Regions from separate parts of the Zea mays genome. Here region 2 is linked to region 1. Evidence: chromatin contacts called from public Hi-C data. All regions are on one chromosome and are shown on one strand. Each heading gives the region's core, a stretch centred on a gene start, on an enhancer-like site or on the middle of the called end of the contact. The rest is flanking DNA. Distances are from core to core; before and after follow the strand shown. Region 1 overlaps LOC109943490 (a long non-coding RNA gene). Region 2 holds the start of LOC103643119 (traB domain-containing protein).

Region 1 (4,287 bases), core at 1,486-3,985:
TAGAAGAGGGAGATAGGACGTCCTGAAGGATTGTGCAAAATTTTCAATTGTATGGTACTGATACTTGTTTTGATCACCAGCCCAGTATTGCTTTTGGTCCATCTTAGAGGTTACCTGGTCAGTGGCCAATTGAGAAAACTTGTTACATTGTTTTTGCAAAAGGACATGGAAAACTTGTTACATTATTTTGCAAAAGCACATGTATTGCAGAATAGCGACATTTTACGCTCCTGCACATAATTGTAAGTCATCTACTTCCTTCTTAATTTTGTGGATCTGATGTATTAGTTATCCTCAAACAGTCAAAAAAAATATCTCGAAACTTATCCTCAAACACTGTTATGTTTAGCTATTCCTTCTAGGCATCACTGTTATGTTTAGCTATTTCTTTTTTTCTCAAACACGCAACATATCATTATATTAAGACGAAAGAAAATTCTAGGCAGTTAGGCTCATTTGATGGTTTATTACCTCTTGAAGGAAATCGGCTACATTCTTTCTGTCAGGGCATTTGAATCCCATACTTTCAAAGAAGTCCGTAGCATTTTCTCGAGGACCATGATACACAATTTGCCCCTCACATAAAAGTATAATGTCGTCAAATAATTCCAATGTCTCAGGAGGTGGTTGCAGCAAGGAAATAACCATTGTGAGATCCATCAAATGGGCCATCTGTTGGAGAAACTTCATGATCTCAAATGTCGTGGAGCTATCTAGACCTGTTGATATATCATCCATAAAGAAGCACCTTGCTAGACCAACCAGCATCTCCCCTGCATTAAACAACATCACGTTAATGTATGCCAACTTAGGTTAGGTTCCAGTTAACTATATCTTTACTCTGTTCCTTATTCTAATATTCTGGTTAGTTAAGCATTCAATTTTAGAGCTACTCATTATTCGTTATCATGAAGATTCCTGCCCTGGTAAGAACCTTTTGCGTTCTTGAGGTGGTGGAATGTCAGTTAATGTGGCTTTGTTTCAGATTGAAGTGTGTGCTTCCAGTGGCAGCTAAATAAATCCTATAGCTATGTATTTTACAATCAGCCATGATAGGAATGCTTACCAATTGTGGCTCTTTTCTTTTGCCCTCCAGATATTCCTCTCCTCATCTCGTCTCCTACTAGGGTATCAGCACACTCAGACAGGCCAAGTATCTGCATACAATCAACTGTTACTATTGTATCATCAAGGTATACAGCAAATCAAACAAGTAACTAAATTACCTTGATAATGTAGTTTGTTGTGAGGTTGCTTCCTTCTCCAAAGGTGGTGGCCTGAGAGACGAGCTATTTGAGTAACCAAACAAAACATAATCCGGTCTTTCAAAAATCTTAGTAAAGAAGAGCTACCTTAATGAACGAATCAAGATCTTGGTCCACTTTATTGATGACACCCTTTTTTCTTCTTATTGCTTCTCCTAGCATCTCTGGATTTGTCATTCCGTACAAACAGGAAATTTGTGTCAGTATAGTTGCCATGGAAAATTTGATTTATCTGGAGTATCATGTAGATACTTTCTTCTTGAGTTTTAACGTGTTTGCCTTGTCATAAATTGCAGCACATTCCAATGACCTTCAAAATGGAAAGCTCACTATATGCAAGAGTATGTCTTACCGAATTCGTTATTGGTTCCGAACATCTTAGAAGAGAAGTTGATTGTCTCCCTCACTGTCATCTCAGCATGATGGAGATCATACTGGCTAACATAAGCACGCAGGTACTGCGGTGTTGAGTGATTCATTTCTTCTCCATTGTACATGACTTTTCCCTTGAACTGTTCACAGTCATTGGCAACATATATTTATGTTAGTTGATGCTTCACAGTATTGTCTGTTTTTTTTTGCCTCTTTTTATGTTGACAAATACTTTGGTTAGCATGAAAGCAACTCAGTGTACCTTCAAAGAAGAATCCAGTTTTCCTGCCAACGCTTTTAGAAGAGTCGTCTTGCCTGATCCAGGCGCTCCCAGAAGGAGCGTCATCCTGACAGAATGGGATATAAAATTCAGTATATATCTTAACGAATTACTCCCTTCGTCCTGAAATATGAGGGACCTAAGTTTATCCTAAGTCAAACTGTTGGCTAATAACAGACTATAAAATTCATACGCATGCATTTTTATTAACTTTTCCGCTAAATCTGATCAAGCGCTTATGTTTGACATACAACAGGATGCTGGGATCCAAGTCTGTGCGCATGAGGAGACATGTACCTTGACGGCCGGATGACCCCGCTTACTTCGTTTATGATTCTCATAGGTCTTTTCCTGGTAACACACATATGGACAGACGTCGCTAATTCCTGAAAGCAAAATAAACTCATCATCAGAAATCTCTCTCTCTCTCTCTCTCTTTTTCCCCGAATATGACCTACCAACTTTGCATTGTAAAACAAACACATGCATGCCATACACTTGTATTTTAGCTCTCGCTAAAGCACGCAGCAGCGTAACCGTAACGAGGCGCGGTATCCTTTCGATTCTGGACTGAACTCCATGTGTTCAATTCGAACTGGCCTAAGGTTGTCTGCAGATTTACAAACCCGCTTACAGTCGTGATTTTGTAATTTTTATTTATGTTTTTCTTACAGCATAGAACCTGCTGATGCATCAATGTCCCACTATCTATTTGGGCACAAGATGAGCCTCATTAATCATGAGGAATCTAGCAGACGTGTTGGGTTCTCTTGGTTCACTCCCAGCGCGCAGGGGGACGCCAAGAAGCACTACTGATGATGCGGCAGGCTGGGGGATCGGACAGGCCCACATTAAAGGCGGTCTCGTCAACGTCATGGTCTGCGCTGCTTCCTACCACGAGTAAATGAGGAACTCGAAGCTTGGCAAGACTGAGGAGAGAGAGAAGAAAAGCAGGCTATACTGCTATAGCCAGTTTAGTCACAAGTTGATCATAAATTAATAATAGAAAGCTAACTACAAAGATCCGCCAGCAATCCACTATACATTACTCTAATTGCTTCTTTCAACGTCCTAAATCTCAGGAAATACTATAAGATCCATGCATAGTGCCATAACTCTGAATGATGCAAGTGTTGTTTTAATATGGTCCAACGTACGTCGTACTAGTATTTGTTGTTTCAAACTTGCAGAATTTGATCTTTTTTTTATCGACAGTAGTAGATGGAACCAACCATGCTCTGCTAACTACTTCCTCTGTTTATTTGGAAAGAACATATATCTGACTTTTAGAGTGGTTAAACTTTTCTAATATACTGATATTAGGATGCGTAATAAGTAGATTAATCTATAATGGAATATGTTTTTTTAAAAACAAACATGTTTCGAACTATAAATATTGATATTATCAAATCTAGCCAGTTTTAAAAAGTTTAACCGGTGTACAAGCGCGGCTGCTAGCGAGATCGATACACGTTTCTCCTTGCACGGAGCTCCGGTGTAACCTAAAAACGCTACACGGACGGACGGACGTATTTATTGCGTGCACCTGTTGCTGCAGCTTGGATCGTTCGCAAGCACCTCAACGGAAAACGGATCAGAGCAAAGGTGTTTAGGATGGGAGGACAATCCATTCGACGTGTCTCACCAAATCCACAGCCCTTTTAATTTCTATCTTTCCGACGAACGAAATTATACGAAATCATATATGTAAAAAATAGGCAGATAGAAGTCGATCTTTTCGGGAAAAAAAGAAAAAAGAAAACTCCTTGCAGCTTGCAGCAGCAATGCTAATGCTATATGCATGCACCATCCATAGGAGGAAGGAGGAGAGACAAAGCCACAAAGAAAACCAAGGAAGGAATCAATGCGACGAACGGAACAGCTACTACTAGTGCATCGCGGCTGCGGCGGCGTACGTAGATGAAACACGACGACGACGACGGCGGCGGGGTCCGTCGTGTCGTTATTACCTGGGCGGCGTTGACGGCGGAGTTGAGCAGCGTCGGGACGGCGCGGCTGCCGACGCGGACGTCCGCCTCCACGGCGAGCCTCTCGAACCGCACCTCCACCTTGTGCGCCTCCACGCCCAGCCTGCGCTCCGACCATGCCAGCCAGTTCATCAGGGCCGGACTTTGCAACTCATATCTAGAATAATATGATAATAACAGATTGATCGATGCATGCAGCATGCATGTTACTATAGTTCATCTGTTGGCGCAATATATCACCTCTCTTTCTTCTCGCGAAGCATCCGGAGGAAGCCGCGGTTGTCGTCGTGGGTGAGCGGCGGCGGCTTCGTCGCGGCCGGCGCCGTCGTCGTGCCCACATCGTACCAGTCCTCGTCCTCGAGGCCGCCGACGCCGGCGAGCT
Region 2 (4,502 bases), core at 946-3,445, 290 kb before region 1:
TTGACAGTTCATGTACAGGTACTTTAATCAAGTAATCAACCTTGTGAAGAACAGGGACAGTATCAAGTTCATGTACAGGCACTTCGAACAAGTTTTAGATTTCCGCTGGTATCGGATTTCAGTTCCACTGTTTCAGCTTGTAAGAAGTTGAGAACAGTACCGAGTTTGTGTGCCTTGTGGAAGTCTGAACCATCTACTCTACAGCACAGCCTGCAGCTGTTCATACAGAGCCCAAAGGACCAGACCAATTACAGTGTCCCTTACCAGGCCCTTGACGAGTGAGCTGACCCATGTATCAGATGATGCTCTACCAACAAGGTCTCGGAACCTCAGATCCCCCTGGTCAGAGATCAGCGCGTACACGATGCCATTGATGTGCCCCTTCCCTACAACTCCGACGACAGTTCTGCTCTTGTTCACAGCCTTGCTCCTCTTCAGCGACCATGCGAGGAACTGCAATAAAGCATCCAGCGAGTTCAACTGAGTCACTAGAAACATTGGAGATTGAAGTATCGTCCAGAGCCTGATGTAGGTAACTGTTCGGAACCATGCTCGTACCATGTCGCGCTCATGTATGAGAGGCTGCAACAGTGCAGGGTAAGATGTGCTCAGTTTCTCGTACAACTCGTATGGGCTGACGGCGGCTTTCTCATCCTGCTACAATGGTAATCGAACAAGGATGTCAGCAGACAACGGCAGTAAAAAATGGTTTCTCCGGCATTTGGTTCATGATACATCCTTGTACTAAAAAGACCTGTCAGCATTTTCTTTCGGGCAATTACAACTGAGGACTGACAAAATGAATACAGGTACTCACCGGCGTGTGAGTCTTAGAAGTAATTCCGCGGAACAGTGAGATTAGTAGCTTTGCCTTTTGATCCCATGTAAGGGATTTCCATGCTCGTTCAAGCTGAATGAACAATCTGACATGAGCTTCAGCTATTTTATCAGTTGTACTCCCCATTTCCAATTATAAGATATTTTGTTTTTCTAGACTCGTAGCTTTTGCTATGTATTTAGATACACAGTATGTCTAGATAGATAATAAAAGTAACGTATCTAGAAAAGTCAAAATGCCATATGATTTGGAACGGAGGGAGTAGAGTACTTTACAGAGTTAGCAATGCAAGTTCAGTGCACAAATCTGCAATTGAAGAAAACCATTGTGTAGATAATAAGCCACATACAGTTATTTCAATGGGGCGATCCCCAAGAACAAGCTGAGCTCCAATATCTTCAGACACCCTCCTAGCTGCCCGGAACTACCAAAATACAGTATACGGTAGTAGAATTCAGTTGCTAAGTTATCACAATGTCTGAAGAAAACTTACGTGTCAGGTTATTAGCAAATACCTCTTCTCCAAACGGCCGGTTCGCACTGGAAGCAATTTTAGACGAAAAAACAGCGAGGAGCAGACGCAGAGCAAGAGCGCTCTGCCCACCTGTGCCAGCCCAAAGAAACCAACAAGATCAGCAGGTCTCCGTGAGTTCTGATGGGAAATGGTAAACACGAGGCAAGGGTCGGTTGCTCTCACCCAGGTTGATGCTTCTACTGACTGCGCCGAAGAACTTGGAGCCACCGAGAGAGAACATGTTGGACTTCAAAAGCGGCTCGTCGGAAGAATCACTGGACGCGTACATGATTCCAGCTCTGAAGTGAGGGCTCTGCAACGGCGTCAGTTAGCCCCGCCCCCGGAAGAAGATCGACGACACTTCTTTAAGCGGCTTAAAGTTTAAGGGAAGGCGTGGCCTTGCCTGCTCCGGCAGAGCTCGACGACGACATTGTCGGGTTGGACGGCGCGGAGGACGCGCTCCACGTCGGCGACGGAGTCCCGGGAGAGGTGCGAGGTGCCGAGGATCCACACATCCTCAGGCTCCACGAAGTCTGGCGGGCGCCACGCCGGGACCGGGCCGAACCGCCGCCGCGGGACGCGCACGAGCGCACCGGACTCGATCAGCCCCGCCAGCGCAGGGTTCCCTGCGGCGGCGGCGCGCGTGTCGGCGAGCACGGCCGCCCGGTAGTCGAAACACGGCGGCGGCGGCCGCAACGACGCCGCCGCGGCGGATGGGGTGGGCCCCGCTGCCATACTGGCGGGTCGGCTGCGCATCTGGTTGCTGGGTGGTGCTGGCGCGGCCGCGCGCCGCGGGGAGGATATGAATGGGATATGGAACCGCGATCGGCGGCAGTCACGCTCGCGTGCGGTGATTCTTTCTGCTAATTCCATTGATATGGGCCGTACATACATGGGCCGTGTGTTGCAAAACTTTTTGCATACATGGTAATTCCGGAAGAAGACCTTTTTGCATGTGAGTTCTATTGTATTAACAGGAAAGGGTTGTGTGTCTACTTGCATCTCCTGAAAAGCCAATCGACCCTCATTTATGGCCGATTGTATCTGTCGACGAAAAACATTACAATCATTGGTGGCATGAGAAAAGGAATTATGCCACTTACAATAAGCACGCCTCTTTAATTCATCAGGAGGAGGAATAGTATGAGTTAATTTAATGTTGTCGTTTTTCAGTAACTCGTCAAATATTTTATCGCATTTGGCAACATTAAAAGTAAACTTAACTTCCTCTTGTCGATTCTTTCGAATTGACTGTAAAGCAGAACACGCTGAAGGTTTAGCCTGTCCTGGCCAAACCAGTTCGGCGGTGTATACATCCGTGGATTCATCGTCCGAATTATCGTATCCCACTAAATGCATCTTATGGCTAGCCGATTTTGATGTTTCCTTACTTCGGCTTTCACAGGTCATAGCCCGCTGGTGTAAGTGCACTAATGAAAAGAATTGGGCGCCGTCTAATTTTTCTTTTAAGTAGGATCGCAACCCATTGAAAGCTAGCCCTGTCAGTTGTTTTTCTGCGACATGAATCTGAAAGCATCGGTTTCTAGTGTCCCGGAATCTCCGGATATAGTCATTAACTGATTCTTCAGACCCCTGTCGGACTGAAGCTAAGTCAGCCAATTCTAACTCATGTTCTCCTGAGAAGAAGTGTTCATGAAATTTCTGCTCTAATTCTTCCCAAGAGTTAATAGAGTTTGGTGGCAAAGCTGCGTACCATGCAAATGCAGTATCAGTAAGGGACAACGAGAATAAACGAACGCGGTAGGCTTCCCCATCAGCCAATTCTCCCAAGTGTGCTATGAATTGGCTTATATGTTCGTGTGTGCTTTTCCCACTTTCACCAGAAAACTTAGAGAAGTCTGGTATTCTAGTTCCCTGTGGGTATGGCACGGTGTCGAATCGGTGGCTATAAGGCTTCCGATACGATTGCCCTGTACCTGACACACTAACACCGAGTTTGTCCCTGAACATCCCGGCTACCTCGTCTCTGACCCTCTCTGCCATGTCTGGCGACCATCCATTAAGTTTGTGGGTGGAGATTTCAGGTTGCCTGACATTACTCTGTCGGCTTTCCTCCCAGGTATGTTTGAGGTGTGTGTTAGGTGTCCTATTAATGTCACCAGCTCCTGCCATATACCCCTCAGGCTCTCTTGTGGCCGAATAGTATTCAGCCCTATGTCCATGAGGTGGTATGGCATGATTATAATGTGTTGCTGGTGGGGCACCATAATGTTGCTGCGATGAATGTGGGAACTGTGCGTATTGCGCAGCTCTCGGCTCTGCGTATGCATATCCGGACGGTCCGGCGTAAGAGGCCGAATGGTCCGCGACCTGGCCAAATGGTCTGAAGGTATATCCGGATTGTCCAGCCGTATATGGTGCTACGTGGGTAGTCTCGTACCCAGACCGTCTGTCGTAAAGAACTGGACGGTCTGCGATCGGGCCGAATGGTCCAGGGCTGTGCCCGGATGGATCGGCCATATATGGCGTGACTTGGGCAGTCTGCGCATGGACTCGTGTAGAGTCGGATGGTCCAGCGTAATACGTCGGCCGGTTCATGCCATATTCGGACGGTCCGGCGTAAGATGGTGGACGGTCCGCAACATATCCGGACGGTCCGGCGTGATGCACCGGACGGTCCGTGATGGGGCCGAAGTGTTCAGGGTTGTATCCTGATGGTCCGGCCATGTACGGTGCGACCTGAGTGTTTTGTGTGCGGGCCTGCATCTGGTCGGACGGTCCGGCGAAATACGCCGGACGGTCCGCGGTATAACCGGACTGTCTGAGATGATGCTCGGACGGTCCGGTCGCGTCCAGTACCTGCCGCGTGACTAGTGGTTGCGGCTGTGATGGTGGCACGAAAGCGTGCATCGGCATACCATATGATGGCTGGGTCAAAGGTGACCCGTTTATAGCCAATGTGTTTGACGTGGGTGGCACTGTATTAGACTCTCGCGATGGAAAATTAGGAGCAGCTGATTTCTCGTATGCACGTAAATGTATTTTAATAGATTCATCTACATATTGCTTTAACTGATCTCCTCGTTGATCCATGAAAGTCGTAAGAGATAGATCTGGAGTACTTACAGCGGGACCCTGCAGTGGAGGTAGGAGAGATTCCATATCGATCTCCCCTTGACGGACGATCTT

Evidence for each region. Hi-C and Micro-C count contacts between places; a contact is called where the count stands out from the background.
Region 2: a Hi-C map of endosperm shows a contact between it and region 1, with 2.9 times the contacts expected there. The contact joins the promoter of LOC103643119 here to the enhancer-like site in region 1. A contact is called at or near these places in 9 of 25 Hi-C or Micro-C datasets (bundle sheath, ear, endosperm and 3 more).

Annotation. Positions count from the first base shown.
Region 1 is chr1:201,432,594-201,436,880 of Zm-B73-REFERENCE-NAM-5.0, reverse strand. LOC109943490 (a long non-coding RNA gene) reads left to right here. Exons shown (of 6, transcript XR_004855452.1): 4 at 1-1,193; 5 at 1,562-1,720; 6 at 2,174-3,032. Among protein-coding and RNA genes, the nearest start is that of LOC109943490, 6.6 kb to the left of the region's middle. Within about 2 kb of position 2,735, at least 13 of the 20 cell types and tissues checked have an H3K27ac peak or open chromatin away from gene starts, as enhancers often do. A contact at or near this core is called in ear, endosperm and tassel, where this site is marked.
Region 2 is chr1:201,719,047-201,723,548 of Zm-B73-REFERENCE-NAM-5.0, reverse strand. It overlaps LOC103643119 (traB domain-containing protein), which reads right to left and starts at 2,195. Exons shown (of 7, transcript XM_008666274.4): 1 at 1,756-2,195; 2 at 1,536-1,651; 3 at 1,354-1,442; 4 at 1,188-1,262; 5 at 818-910; 6 at 559-657; 7 at 1-453. The coding sequence starts at 2,108. The coding sequence ends at 199.